Regions from separate parts of the Zea mays genome. Here region 2 is linked to region 1. The links are chromatin contacts, called in public Hi-C maps. All regions are on one chromosome and are shown on one strand. Each heading gives the region's core, a stretch centred on a gene start, on an enhancer-like site or on the middle of the called end of the contact. The rest is flanking DNA. Distances are from core to core; before and after follow the strand shown. Region 1 holds the start of LOC100281072. Region 2 has its middle 10 kb from the start of LOC103643023.

Region 1 (6,804 bases), core at 3,057-5,556:
ATGCAGCCGCAGGTGCTCAAAAGAGAGGAGGAAGACACGTACGTACGAAAGAGAGAAGGAAGCAGCATGCATGCTCCTAGCTAAGCTATATAGGTAGGAAGGAAGAAACCGATCGATGGACGATGGATCATGAGCAATGCAGCAAGGAACGAAAAGCCAGCTAAAAAAGGGGAGATCGAGGAGGGAGAAAAGGCAAGGGGGACATATGCATGCAGCAAGGTGCTAGCTAGCTCTACCAACCAGCCAAACCAATTGAGATGCCCTGCAAGCAAATCTGCCATATCACTGCACTTCACACACCACCACTGACACTGGCTTGCACGGCTTCGGTTATTCAATCCAGTGCCAGAGGTGATAGATATAGATGCTGCTGCCTTTTTTTATATTATTTATATATATTTGCATGCCTGCGTGTCCACTGCATTGCTTTGCTTCATGCGTTAAGAAAAGAAACCCCACCATGCAAGCATCTTGGTCAGCCGTCAGTGGAGGCCGGTCAGTTGCGTTGGTTTGGTCTGCGTGGCTGAGGATCGGAGTAGCTAGCGCCAAATCTGCCGGGCGAAATAAAGCTGACTGCTGCTGATTAGTTTGCGACAAAAAAAAGCCGAAAACCACGCCTGTTAAGCAAGCTTGGTATCTGGGCTATAGATAGCTTCAGCCGCTGTTACTACATGGCTATGGCTTCACGTTTCCCGCGCGCGCCTCATTAGCGTCCGGCAAGGTTTCTTTTTTTAGGTTGATGCGCGCAAAGTATAGCAGAAAGATAATAAAGTCAGAACGTCCCCGTTTGGCATGCATCTTACAGTACCGGCCGGTGTTCACGGCATAATATATAGGACGTCCCTCTACTTTGTATTGATATATGACGTGGTTTGTTTATGTGTGTTGCTTACTTGCTTTAGACCCAGATTGTCTAGTACTCTCTTGGGTTTTTTTTCACCGTTTTAGTCCAAAAACTAGCAAAAACAAATATTTAATAACGAAGGTAGTAGTAAATTGGGTCTAGTGCCTTGCATAGTTGCATGATAGCATGTAATTAGGCCATGTTTGACAGGCATCCATATGGCTCCGGCTCTATGCTATACTTAATAGCGCATCCATAAATGGATCAAAGAAGGGGTTACTAAACCGGCTCTATGCTATACTTAATAGCGCATCTATAAATGGATCAAAGAAGGGGTTACTAAACCGGCCAACCATGACGTTGGTGGTCTAGCAACATACGACTGATACCTTGTTGTGGGCAATAGGGATGGCAACGAGGAATTCCCTATTAGGTTTTGGCTCCACATACTCGTCCCCGCGACAGAAAAAAGTTCCTCGCGGGGGGGCATTTCTTCCCCATCCCCGTTCCCAGCGAGGATAAATCCCGTCAAGGATCCCCATCCCCGCTTAAATTATAATCATGACATATTTTCTTTATTATTAATTCAAAATATTGTCACTTAATGTTAGAAATCATTGTGTACATCAAAATAAACATATTTGTACAACGAATTACCTCTTAACAATATAATTATTTATTTTTATCATTATATATTACATGAAAACATCATCATATATAAGTTTAATGGGTCCTACGAGGAACGGGGATGGGAAATGTTTTTCCATGTTTACCCGTCGGGGGAGGATTTTTCCCCGTTTACATCCCCGCGGGGGGAGAACCTTCCCCATCCACATCCCCTAACGGAGGAATTCCCCGCGGGGAATCGGAGATCGAAGCCCATTGCCATCTCTAGTGGGCAACTTGGTCAATTAGCCACTTCCACTTGTCGATATAGAGCCTAGACATGTGCCATGGAGCAGATGGAGGGTAACTACCAGACATACAACAACGAGCCAACGACTCACGGGTAGCGCAGTTGCCATGTATCGGACGACTAGGGTTAGGACGTAGACTGAGACGAGACCGATGTCGTGGCGCACGCGTGTCAGATGGGGCATTTAATTTGTTTCTGTCTTTGCAGATGGCACTTTTAGCTGAGTCATTACCATGACATTTTTTGTGACAACCACACAATAAAGATGGCAAAAGATTATATTGTCCTGTTAGATGTCGTCGTTGCTGATACGTGTTAGATTGTGGAGTAGCACATTTAGGCTGGTTTCAAGACCTACTCCTACTACTTTTAACCCAACGCGCGAGGCCAGCAGCCCCCCTTTGCATCCATCCCTAGCTACAATACCACTTGCATGCAGCGAAAAGGTCCAGGGTAATAGCCACAGAGTTACCTTGCGTGAGGCTCTAATGACGATTTGAGGAAAGCCTACACCTTTCTTGATTCTTTTGTAAAAATACTGATGTACCAATAATAGTTTATATCCACCAGTAGAAAAAGGCTCAAAGCCTGCGGGGACGATATATTTTTACAGACGGATTCGATTATCCACCGACTGTGCTATTTCTAGTGGCGGTTCCTTAAGAAAACCGCCACTAGAAATCGTATTTCTACTGGCGGTTCCTTAAGAAAACCGCCAGTAGAAATCCATGATTTGTAGTGGCGGTTTTCTTAAGGAACCGCCAGTAGAAATACGATTTCTAGTGGCGGTTTTCTTAAGGAACCGCCACTAGAAATCATTTTTATCCTTAATTTTTCGAGTTTTTCAAACGGCCGCGTATGACAAAACCATCAAAATAAAAGTTGTAGATCTCTAAAAGTTATGAAACTTTGTAGTTGACAACTTTTTTATTTGAACTCATTTCGGTTCTCAAAAATTGAATCTAAGTATGTCAAATTTAAAATTCAAATTTTGCAAACTACCTCGGATGAAAAAAGTGTCAAAATAAAAGTTGTAGAACTTCAAAAGTTATTTATCTTTGTAGTTGACAACTTTTATATTTGAATTCGTTTAGGGTCTCAAATAAGCAATTTACACTCAAATGGTTGTAATATGTGAAGAAAACAACTACAAACTAGACACAAGACATGTCATAGACGGAGTGGTAGGGGAGGGTATGCGCGAGGGTGAGGTCGACGGTTCGAACACTAACAACCGCGTAGCGCGCGAAAAATGCCGCGACTAATAAAATAATTTTTTTACTATTTTTAAAATATGTTTTCTGGAAACGATTTGCACTGGCGGTTTTATTACGTCGACCGCCAGTGAAAATCGATTTTCACTGGCGGTTTTATTATGCCGACCGCCAGTGAAAATCGATTTTCACTGGCGGTCCTCAGTTACCCGCCTGTAAAAATGATGATTTCTACTGGCCCCTAGCACTGGCGGTTACGAAAAACGCCACTATAAATAGGTTTACAACCGCCACTATAGAACTTCTCTGTACTAGTGATCTCTAACACACTTTAAGCTTTCACATTTATATTATGCAACCCTGGTTATGTGCTTTACCTTGCTAGCAAAGTTATAGACTATTGGGTTATGTAGTTTTAGCCGCTGGAAAACAAAGTATGTGTTTGGCATCCTAGATTTTCACTATATAACTTTTACTATCAGGAAAATGTTATAAACCCTACACATGATGTGCGATAGAATTTAGCAAAGGGAGAGATTGTCGTTTCATCTATCGTTGTGATGTCTCTTAGCATCCGCAATGCGAATCACCATGGAGTCCAAGGCCAGTAATTCCTTGCCTAAACCAGTGCCTAGCTCTACCTCTACTCAAGCTCAAGTACTAAGCCGCCATCCATCAACTCGCCTTATCTAGAGATCAAGGGTAGTTATAGAGCCTTAAGCCAATTTCGACATGCGTGACATGGAATTCAGGGGTTGACGTCAATTTAATTGAAGGAGCTAGAGGGGTGATGGAATGATTGGGAGGACGATAGTATGACGTTGAGCCAAGCAGTGCTAGATGCCAGGCGGTAGAGAAGAAAAGGGATGCAAACATGACCTTAGTCTATGAGCAACAGATCGTGTATATAACTGTACAAAATACTTTATTTTACTATAGATAATATTGTTTATAGAATAAAGTTTAAAATAAAAGATGTTGATGAGTAAGATGCAGTAGTTCACGGAACATTCAGAGCGCTCTACTGTTCAGTATCGGTGGATGAATTGTAATTTGTAACCCGCTGGCTACAGGTAAAATAAAAAAAAAGACATGGAGCAAGTAACAGTAGTTTGCAATTCACATCTAGCTTCGTGGGAGATTCTGGAAGGAGTTCACGAAACCGGCGCGCGAGCGACGGTGGACTTCGCCGGCCGGGCTGGATGCCTGATCGATGGCGTACAGACGTTCAGCTGCCTGCTGAGGAAGGGAGGAGGATAGATGGAGTAAGATCGACGCAACAGGGCACCCTATAAAGCCGCCCTTTTCCCCTCTCTCTTCTCCAGAGCCTCCCTCCTCACCCTGGAAAACACACGCACGCAGACCTCCCCCAACCGCTCTCAGTCTCTCCCTCCCTGTCTCTCTGTTCAATCTCTCGGCTCGCCATGGACGCTCCGAGCAACTGCACGCGTCCTGCGCGCGCCAAGTGACCGAACAAGCTCGAGCTCTGCTGCTACAGTTGCTTGCCCCTGTGCCAAACTGGCAGGAGGTAGGTAGCTTATAGCAGCTAGAGCTAAGCTGTGGTGCGTAGCGGCAGCTAGAGCTAGCTAGCAGTGCACGCGCAGGTGCGTGCTAGCTAGCTCGTTAGCTGTGTACTAGCTGTGTAGCAGCAGCAGCAGCACAGTAGCAGTAGTCGGTGATAAAAGGAATTTCTTTGGGGACATGTCGGCGGAGAGAGCCCCGGTGCTGGTGAGGCACGGCGGCGGCGGCGTGGAGGCGCTCCGGCAGCTCCCGCCGGGGTTCCGGTTCCGCCCCACGGACGAGGAGCTCGTGGTGCAGTACCTCCGGCGCAAGGCCATCGGCGTGCCGCTCCCCGCCGCCGTCATCCCCGTCTTCCGCGACCTCTACAGCCGCGACCCCTGGGACGTCGTCGCCGTCTCTGCCCCTGGTACTAGTACACGCCACCACGCGATGACGCCTCCAACGAACATCTATCGTTTGTGTCTGTCACTGCTATGCTGGGAAGGACTAGGAGAGAAAGAACTAAAGGTCCAATCTTTTTGTTCTTCTTCTTTTGCGCTGCCTGTCTCCAGCAGATACGAGGAGCGAGGGGGAGAAATACTTCTTCGCGGTGCGGCCGGCGAGCGGCGGCAAGAGCAGCGGCGCTGGTACTGGTAGCAGGGCGGCCGCGGGCGGGCGGTGGAAGCCGTCGGGGAAGGAGAAGCCGGTGGTGCTGCCCCGCCCGTGTGGCGGAGGGAGCCTCCTGGTGGGCGTGAAGAGGGCGATGACGTTCGTGCCCCGCCGCCGGAAGAAGACGGCGGCGTTGCCGTCGGCGGCCCTGAAGACCGGCTGGGTCATGCACGAGTACCGCCTCGCCGCGCCGCTGCACAAGAACGTGAGTGACTCTTCTCTTCTCCATATACGCCGCGTGCATGCTTCAACCTCTTTGCCTCTCTCTCTCTCTCTCTCTCTCTCCCTCCCTCCCTCCCCCTCAGAAGTCATACGTAACAAGTCATGCATGTAGATCTTTTGATGACTGATCTGGTTACAGTGGCAAAGTTCAGGGACTCAGTAATAGAGTATTATATATAGGGTATATTAAGCCCTCAAAGTTACGCTAATTAGGTCAGTAACTGCAAACATCTAGCTAGCTAGCTAGCTAGTGACATGATACCAGCAGTACCTGACTACCTGAGATCGATTGTGAGATTACGAGAAGGGATGATTTTTTTTGAGGGATACGAGAAGAGAGGGATCATATCACGAACATGTAGCTAGCTGCTAGCGCCTAGAGAGATGATGAGATGCATGTACAGCGAGGCCGGGATGAAGCAGCTAGCAGTAGCAGGTGAGTTTATTAGCGATGCTGGGGATAGAAATTGATAGAATAGCTCGGCCGGCCGGCCTGCGAGTAGATAGACGGTGGTTCATTCTGGCACACATCCATCTTGGCATCTTCCTACCTACTAATCGGACATGTCGTTCTGGCATGATCACGCTATGTATGGGCATCTCTCTCTCTCTCTCTCTCTCTCTCTCTCTCTCTCTCTCTCTCTCTCTCTCTCCATTATATTAATTTCAATTAGCCCTAATAAACTTGGTCCACTAATGAATGAGCAAACCTGCTGATGTTAATTAAGCTATGTATGTGCTCCTGTATGAGACTTTTATCTTGTTAAAGAAAAGAAGAAAAATCATGCTTGGTTAATGGGTTTATTTCAAGAACCCGAAAAAGAAAGCTCGTTGTCGGTGTCCAGGGAAAAAAAAAGATGAAGAAAACTGGTTTGGGTACGTACGGTGACGGATAATGAATCACATCGCACATATATATGCCCTGGTGGTTGCAAATTTATGCCGACACCGAGTGGTAGCTGTACTTAACCAGTAAGTACTGCTGCTTGCAGCTCAGATGGACCGGCCGCCCGGCCGGCCGGATTCCGCCGTGATCTCTCTCTGCTTGTCCCTCGCCCCACCACCACACCACACCGTAGAGGTAGGTCCATGGCCAACCAACAACCAATCAACCGAAGCAGCAGCGCCTGAACCGCTGGCACTTTAATTCTGACGACGACGACGACGACGCCTTGATTAGCCTGCAAATACTACTGCATGCATCTGCCGCATGCCGCCGCACAGTACCTGCGTGCACGAGCAGTACCCGCTGGTCATCGATCGGATGGAGTTGAAGTAAACACATCGACTATTGAATTGATCCGCACAGTACACATCGCTTTGCTTAATTCGTCACTCACTGTGGTAGTAGTAGCTGTAGCTGCTCTCTGATCGGCAGCGCCGGCCTCCTGCAGCTAGTAGACCGCTACACACCAGACTACAGAGTCTACAGTATAGTC
Region 2 (6,804 bases), core at 2,590-5,089, 110 kb after region 1:
CAAGTCATTTTTAATATAGGGGCATGACCTAATCGAGTGCCCCTTTTCAAAGCATTCACTACACTTCTGACTTTTCTTAGTGTGAAGTGAGACTTGATTATTACCTTGGATGTTACCTTTTATGGAGGTGTGGTTGAGGCTTTTGGAAGAGGTATTGATTTTCTTCTTTTGTTCCTTCCCCTTAGCAATCCTCAAGTCCTTGACATTTTCTTCAAGGGATTTAGTGCATGCCACGGTTGTTCCCGTCTCAAGCTTCTTCACCATGTGATCACGGTTATCTTGAGAAGGTTGAGCAATGCACTTCCCTTTTAGTTATGTCAAGCTCATTTTTAGCCTCTCATTTTCTTCTTTGAGCTTTTGATAAGTATCATCTTTTGTTCCTGCAAATTCTAGCTCAAAAGGAAGATTTGCTTGTCGACGGACAACAAGCACTAGCAAATGGTAATGTAGTTTCAATTTGAATACATGTGCATGAGTGAGGTTGTTGGAATTTTAAGTTTTCTATCACAACCTCATGAGCAATATTTAATATGATATGATCATCCATAAGATTTTCATAAGAACATAGAAGCATATTATATTTTCTTGAAAAGCTAGATTTTCATCTTTTAGCTTTTCTACTTGGTCCTTAAGCAAGACATTCTTATTTACTAATTGAGCGATACAATGTAAAGCGTTATCTTGCTCAATTGAAATAGTTTCATACCTTTGGACCAAATCAACATGAGAGCACTTTAGCTCCTCATGTTCTTTAGTCAACTCGTCAAAGTATTGCATTTTTATGGAGAGAATACTTTCTAGCCTTTGACGAGCTTCGCTTTGCTCTCTCGCTCTTTCTAGAAGTTTGAGCATGACCGCCTTATCTTCTTGGCTTAGGCGAGCGTAGAGTTGCATGAAGCTTCTTTCTTTCTCCTCATCCTCATTTGTGCTTCCGCTATCATTTTCATTAGCCACACAACATATGTGGGAATCGAAATGGGAAGACAAACCTTTTGGAGAGATGGATTCATCGTTTGGTCTCCATCGATCATTTTCTTCTTCTTCCTTGCAAAGGTTAGTATCACAAAGACCAAAGGAAGTAGAAGCACAAAATGAACTATCATGTTTGGACTCATCAAATTTGCTTTTAATTCTAGTCCAAATATCATACACATCACAAATAGATTTATCATATTTTATTACGAAGGCATGATAATCTTCTTTGCTAAGGGATTTACTTAAGATGTCATAAGCTAGATAGTTTAAGCGTATACATCTTAAATCTTCTTCGGAGGCATTTTCCCTAGCATAGTTAGGAAGAAATAATACTCTTACTAAAATTTGTTCTAATTGTGGATCTACCGTTCTAAAAGCATTTATCACTCTAGTAGACCATGACTCATAATTAGAACAATCGAAAAGTAATATTTCAAGAGTTACCTCCCTGTTCTCCTGGGTCTTCTTGTTCTTTTGGGATCTTTTACGAGCCATCACTTCAAGTTGTTAGACTCAAGATGAAGTGCCTAGCTCTGATACCAATTGAAAGTCACCTAGAGGGGGGGTGAATAGGCGAAACCTGAAAATTAAAACTTTATCCCCCAACTAGATCCCTTGATTAGTGGTTAGAACAAGATATACAATTATCGGAGTATATAAAAAAACTAAGTCCTTGCTTGGCTTGCAAATAATGCGGAATTGATAAACCAATACAACTAATAAGTCTATGAGAATAAAGCAAGAGGGCTTAGATAAGAAGAGCAATAACACAAGTTCTTTCTTGCAAGGTGTTGCTTCACTAAATGAGAATTTAACTTAAAGCAACACCAAATAGTATTAGCAAAGAATTGTGCAAGAAGAACTTAGAAAGGAAAAGAACAAACAAATCACAAGCAATAAGCACATGAGACACAAGTGATTTGTTTTACCGAGGTTCGGCCCTCGAAGGCCTAGTCCCCGTTGAGGAGTCCACTAAGGACGGGTCTCTTTCAACTCTTTCTCTCTTTCTCCACCGATCACCAAAGACCGGAGAGCTCTTCTTCTTCTCAAGGATCACTTAAGACCCCACAAGGATCACCACACTCTTTGGTGTCTCTTGCTAGCTTTACAAGCCTCCAAAACTTTGGAGGAAGTTCAATGGGAGTCAAAACTCCACGCGCAAATGAACACAAAGAAGTAGCACACACTATCTCTCAATGAATCTCACAAGGCACTAGTGCTAAACTCAAATGAATAGCTCTCTCTTGCTTGCTCTATCTTTTGTGGCACTTGTGTTGGTTGTAGTGGTCTAGATCTTGTGTATAGGATGGATCAATGAATAGAAGTGGTTGGGAGGGCTTGAGTATGTCAACTAGATGACTTGGAATGTTGCTTGGGCTCCCACACCTTGAAGTGGCCGGTTGGGGTGGTATTTATAGCCACCATCCAAAATGTAGCCGTTGAAGAAGGCTGCTGGCGATGGGCGCACCGGACAGTCCAGTGCGCCACCGGACAGTGTCCGGTGCGCCACCGGACAGTGTCCGGTGAGCTGCCACGTCATCTTCCCATTAGGGCTTGGAGCTGGTCGACCGTTGGAGGCTCTATCCTCATGTGGCACCGGACAGTCCGGTGCCCCTCTGACCGTCTGCTCTGACATCTGATTTGCATTGTTTGCTTTGCAGAGTCGACCGTTGCGCGCAGATGACCGTTGCTCCGCTGGCGCATCGGACAGCCCGGTGGCACACCAGACAGTCCGGTGAATTATAGCGGAGGTGCGCCTGGGAAACCCGAAGGTGAAGAGTTTGAAGTCGATCTTCCCTGGTGCACCGGACACTGTCCGGTGGTGCACCGGACAGTCCGGTGCGCCAGACCAGGGAGCACTTCGGTTTCCTTTGCTCCTTTCTTCTTGAACCCTTTTTAATCTTTGTATTGGTTTTGAGTTGAACCTTTGGCACCTGTAGAACATATACTCTAGAGCAAACTAGTTAGTCCAATTATTTGTGTGTGGCATTTGAACCACCAAAATCAGTTAGGAAAAGGTTTAAAGTCTATTTCCCTTTCAAAAATGTTTATTAGTTTTTGTAACTTATTTGCAATTTTTTAGTAAAACTAGAATATTTATGAATTTTAAATATTGCGGTGTTGGTTCTACAATGTCCTTATGATAAGCAACTTTGAACTGCATGATGTCAATTTTACTGGTTTCCTTTCTTACATCTGATCTATCATATACATGATTATGTATTGCTTAACTTATGGATGGTTGGTCAATTAATATCATCGGATGAAGCGAACTACCCGACAATTATCCGGTATCTACCCGAGTAGTATCTGTTATTCGTTTCTTACCCGTCCGGATTATTACCCGATCCCGTTCTGTATCCGTCCCGAATCTTAACTACCCGTATCCGGTCCCGTATCCGAGAGAAATACATTAGGGTAGGATACGGAATGACCCTGTATCCGACTGTATCCGTCCTGTTTTCATCCCTAATTATCATCGTCAGTGCTGTCTCTCACTCCGCTGGTCATTCATTCTCATTTCACGACGAGATCCCCTGGAGAAATTATTTATGGAGCCCGTAGAGATTATGGGGGACCGGATTACTCTCCAGTGGCTGTGCTGGGCGATGCATGCATGCGCGGTTTGGTTTCGTGCGTCCGACAGGTAGCGCCGGTGAGACGTCTAGCTCGTCGTCTTCCCAGTACAGCTAGCAACGATGATTACATTACAATATTACCTATATATATATAGAAGCTCATGAGACCTATAGCTAGCAGCGCATGCCGGGCCCACGTACGTGCGTTGTAGTACGGAGAGGGAGGAACAGGATGATTAGCTGTGTGGTAATCATATCGCTCTATTATTAAGACTTGATACCCTCCCTGTCTTCGTCTGCGGACGGGCAGTGAGCATGGGCCATCATGTGTTGTTGACGACCGGATGACAGGATCGTCGGGCTGCAAATACAGCCTACGTGCAAATAAACCCAACAGCCCATCACTAGGCTAATGCAAACGGCGTGTCGACCGGGCCGGGCCGGGCCGAATAGGACTAGTTTGAGAAACATTGAATTGCCATCCTGAATCTCTAATTCAGAGCGGTCCTAGCTGTTGTTTGAATCAACTGAGACAGACAGTAACACTCGCGCTTCATCAGCCACTGTTCCAGATCTTGGGACAGAACACACCTGCAGATTTGCAGTGTCCAGCTGCCGAGGGAAAGTATACATAGAGCACCTCAAATATATGCAGATTTGCTCAACGTTGAGTGTGTGTGTGTAATGGTATTGTACCAAAATTCTGTGATGAAGGTTCACTTACTCCACTGGTGTTGGCGTGAATGAACGATGCAGCAGCCCAACAAGACTTCGACACATTGGTTAAGACGCTCAGTCTGTCCAGCCGTTAATGGATGATAAAAAAAACGTTTTCCCTACATCTGGTTGCTTTACTTATTTATCTTCAGGTAATGCTGGATTTGCTGGTGTTGTATCAGGTGGGGGCTTTTCAGCACCACACCAACTGCTTCTGCAGGTGTTGGTTTTGCCGCCGCTGCTACTGGTGGAGGTTTTGCTGCTCTTGCTTCCAAAAGTGGTGGTTTTGCCTGGTGCAGCTTCATCTGGTGGTGGTTTTGGAAGTGCCTCCCACTCCCAGGGAGGTGGCTTTGGCAGTGGTGAGATCTCCCAAGTCGTGTTCTGTTTTGAACAAATACTTATTTTTTTTGCAGGGTAGTTTTTCGATAAATGCTAATGTGTGACAGTGCACATCGCTTATGGTTTGTATATGTGTTTAATCAATCATCCAACATTCGAACCTGTGGCTGTGGTGTGTCATCAGTTTAAAGTTTTGCTAGTTCCTGGCAGTTAAACACACACCTAGATTGACTCTATTATTGGGTTAAATGCTGGTATTTGGAGTTGGAACTGCTAAGTTGCATTACTCATTTCTAGAAAGATGCTAGCATATAATGCATAGGCTCCATTAGGCTTATAAAGAACTTTTATGGTCTCCCTTGTCAGCAGTTATCACTGATCAGTTCCTAACATATCTACTCATTTCAGCTGTCCTGAACAAGTCCATATAAAGTATTTGATTTTGTCTTTAGGAATAGTATATATTGATTTTTAAGTCTCGCAAACATTTTCTACAAATGTAGTCAATCTTGAGAAAAATTGGTACTCCAGCAAGAAAGGTGGTAGCGATGCTTGTTGGTCGGCTTTGATATTCCAGGAGACACTGATGGCTTTGTTGAGGACCTCAAAGAGCACGGCGGCAGTTTGATAGGCTTTGGTGAGCCGAACCCTGGGGATGCATTGATCAATTGGTTCAGTAATGATTTTATGGTTATTTATATATATATATATATATATATATATATATATATATATATATATATATATATATATATATATATATATATATATATGGAACGCCTAATAGGTGAATCATATAGCAATAGAATAAAGGAGGAAGAGGCAGACCTGTCGGCTTTACCAGCAACTTTTTGAAGCGCCTGAATGTACTTCTTGTAGTAGAGCTGGTAGAAGCTCTGCAATTCTTTGGTGTCACTCTGGTTGAGCCTACCGTTGAGCGTGGGATCATTATTCTCCCTTTCGAGCCTCTGCAACAGCGGAGTTTTATACTGGCGTACAGCACGGCTGCTGGAGGTGGGGTCTGGAGAGGAAGGGGGGGCCCAAATTAAGTGACCGATTGATCGTTTGCGAGGGCCGGCCACGGGGAAGCAGAAGCAAAAGAAGCAGACAAGCTGGAAACAAAAACGAATACTGCTACTACTCATAGAGGATTGTTACTGTGAGTCAAGATCTTTCCAGAGTAGATGGACCTAGTGCTCGTGTTCTAGGATCATATATTCATCGCAGACCGGTAGTACTTGTCATAGGATTGTAATGCAAGTGTCATATTCAGCTCAAGTGCAAGATTTGTTTCAGAGTACAGATATTAATTGTTGTAATGCATGGAATATGTTAGTCTTTCACAATGAAAAGGAACACTTTTATATTATTAATGAAATGATCCTGTATGTTCCAAACGTATGGCTCCTGAATATTCAAATATACACATGAGTATATGTTTATTCTGCAGAAACACTTAGACCATTTCAATCAATGCTACAAAGAAGCCATATTTTCGTAGTTTTCTGAAATGAACAGGAGCATAGGGGTTTGAACTCCCATTTTCCTTAGGCCATGCTCGGTTAGTGAGGTATTGGCCGGGATCGTGGCCCAGTCCACGTGGATAACCTCGGCCTAGAAAGTTTCCCAGCCCAAAATAGAGTTGTGTTCGGTTAACCCACTTGGATTTCTTTCCCAAATTTTTCTCAGTCAATTTCCCCTAGTCTGGCCCGGGATTTCACCCACGCCGCAGCGGCATTGTGGGGGACGTATATCCCCGGGTCCATTAGAAGACAAAAAGGCCTCGCGAAAGGCTTTGGGTCTATTGTCTCGCAAGGCCGTCCCTTCGTGGGCCAGGGAAGAATTGCTGGCGGAATGGGCCGACATGAGGAAGAAGCAGACTTAGACCCAGGCGGTTCGTTGAATTCAAACATTATCCACGGCGCTGGTCCGATTCTCCCGCACAGCGCCCTCGGACGTCGGAACAAAATAAGGATAAGTCGGCAAGATTATAGAAAGATAAGTTTAGTGAGTTCACTATTACTTAGGTATACATCGTCATCATACACGCATGTAATGCCCCACAGTCAAGTATATAAGGCCTAGAGGTACCCTATCAGATTCATCGATCATCTACTCAGCTCACTAGCTTTCTCCATACTGGAGACTTCCCTTGTAACCCACCACATAAAGATCCACACCAGAAAGTAGGGTG

What was found. A called contact is a pair of places that touch in the nucleus more often than the background predicts.
Region 2: a contact with region 1 is called in a Hi-C map of tassel, with 2.3 times the contacts expected there. The contact joins the enhancer-like site here to the promoter of LOC100281072 in region 1. A contact is called at or near these places in 4 of 25 Hi-C or Micro-C datasets (leaf and tassel).

The regions. Positions count from the first base shown.
Region 1 is chr1:199,508,409-199,515,212 of Zm-B73-REFERENCE-NAM-5.0, forward strand. It overlaps LOC100281072, which reads left to right and starts at 4,307. Exons shown (of 3, transcript NM_001371973.1): 1 at 4,307-4,901; 2 at 5,047-5,348. The coding sequence starts at 4,676.
Region 2 is chr1:199,617,147-199,623,950 of Zm-B73-REFERENCE-NAM-5.0, forward strand. No RefSeq gene overlaps it. Among protein-coding and RNA genes, the nearest start is that of LOC103643023, 10 kb to the left of the region's middle. Within about 2 kb of position 3,840, at least 15 of the 20 cell types and tissues checked have an H3K27ac peak or open chromatin away from gene starts, as enhancers often do. A contact at or near this core is called in leaf and tassel, where this site is marked.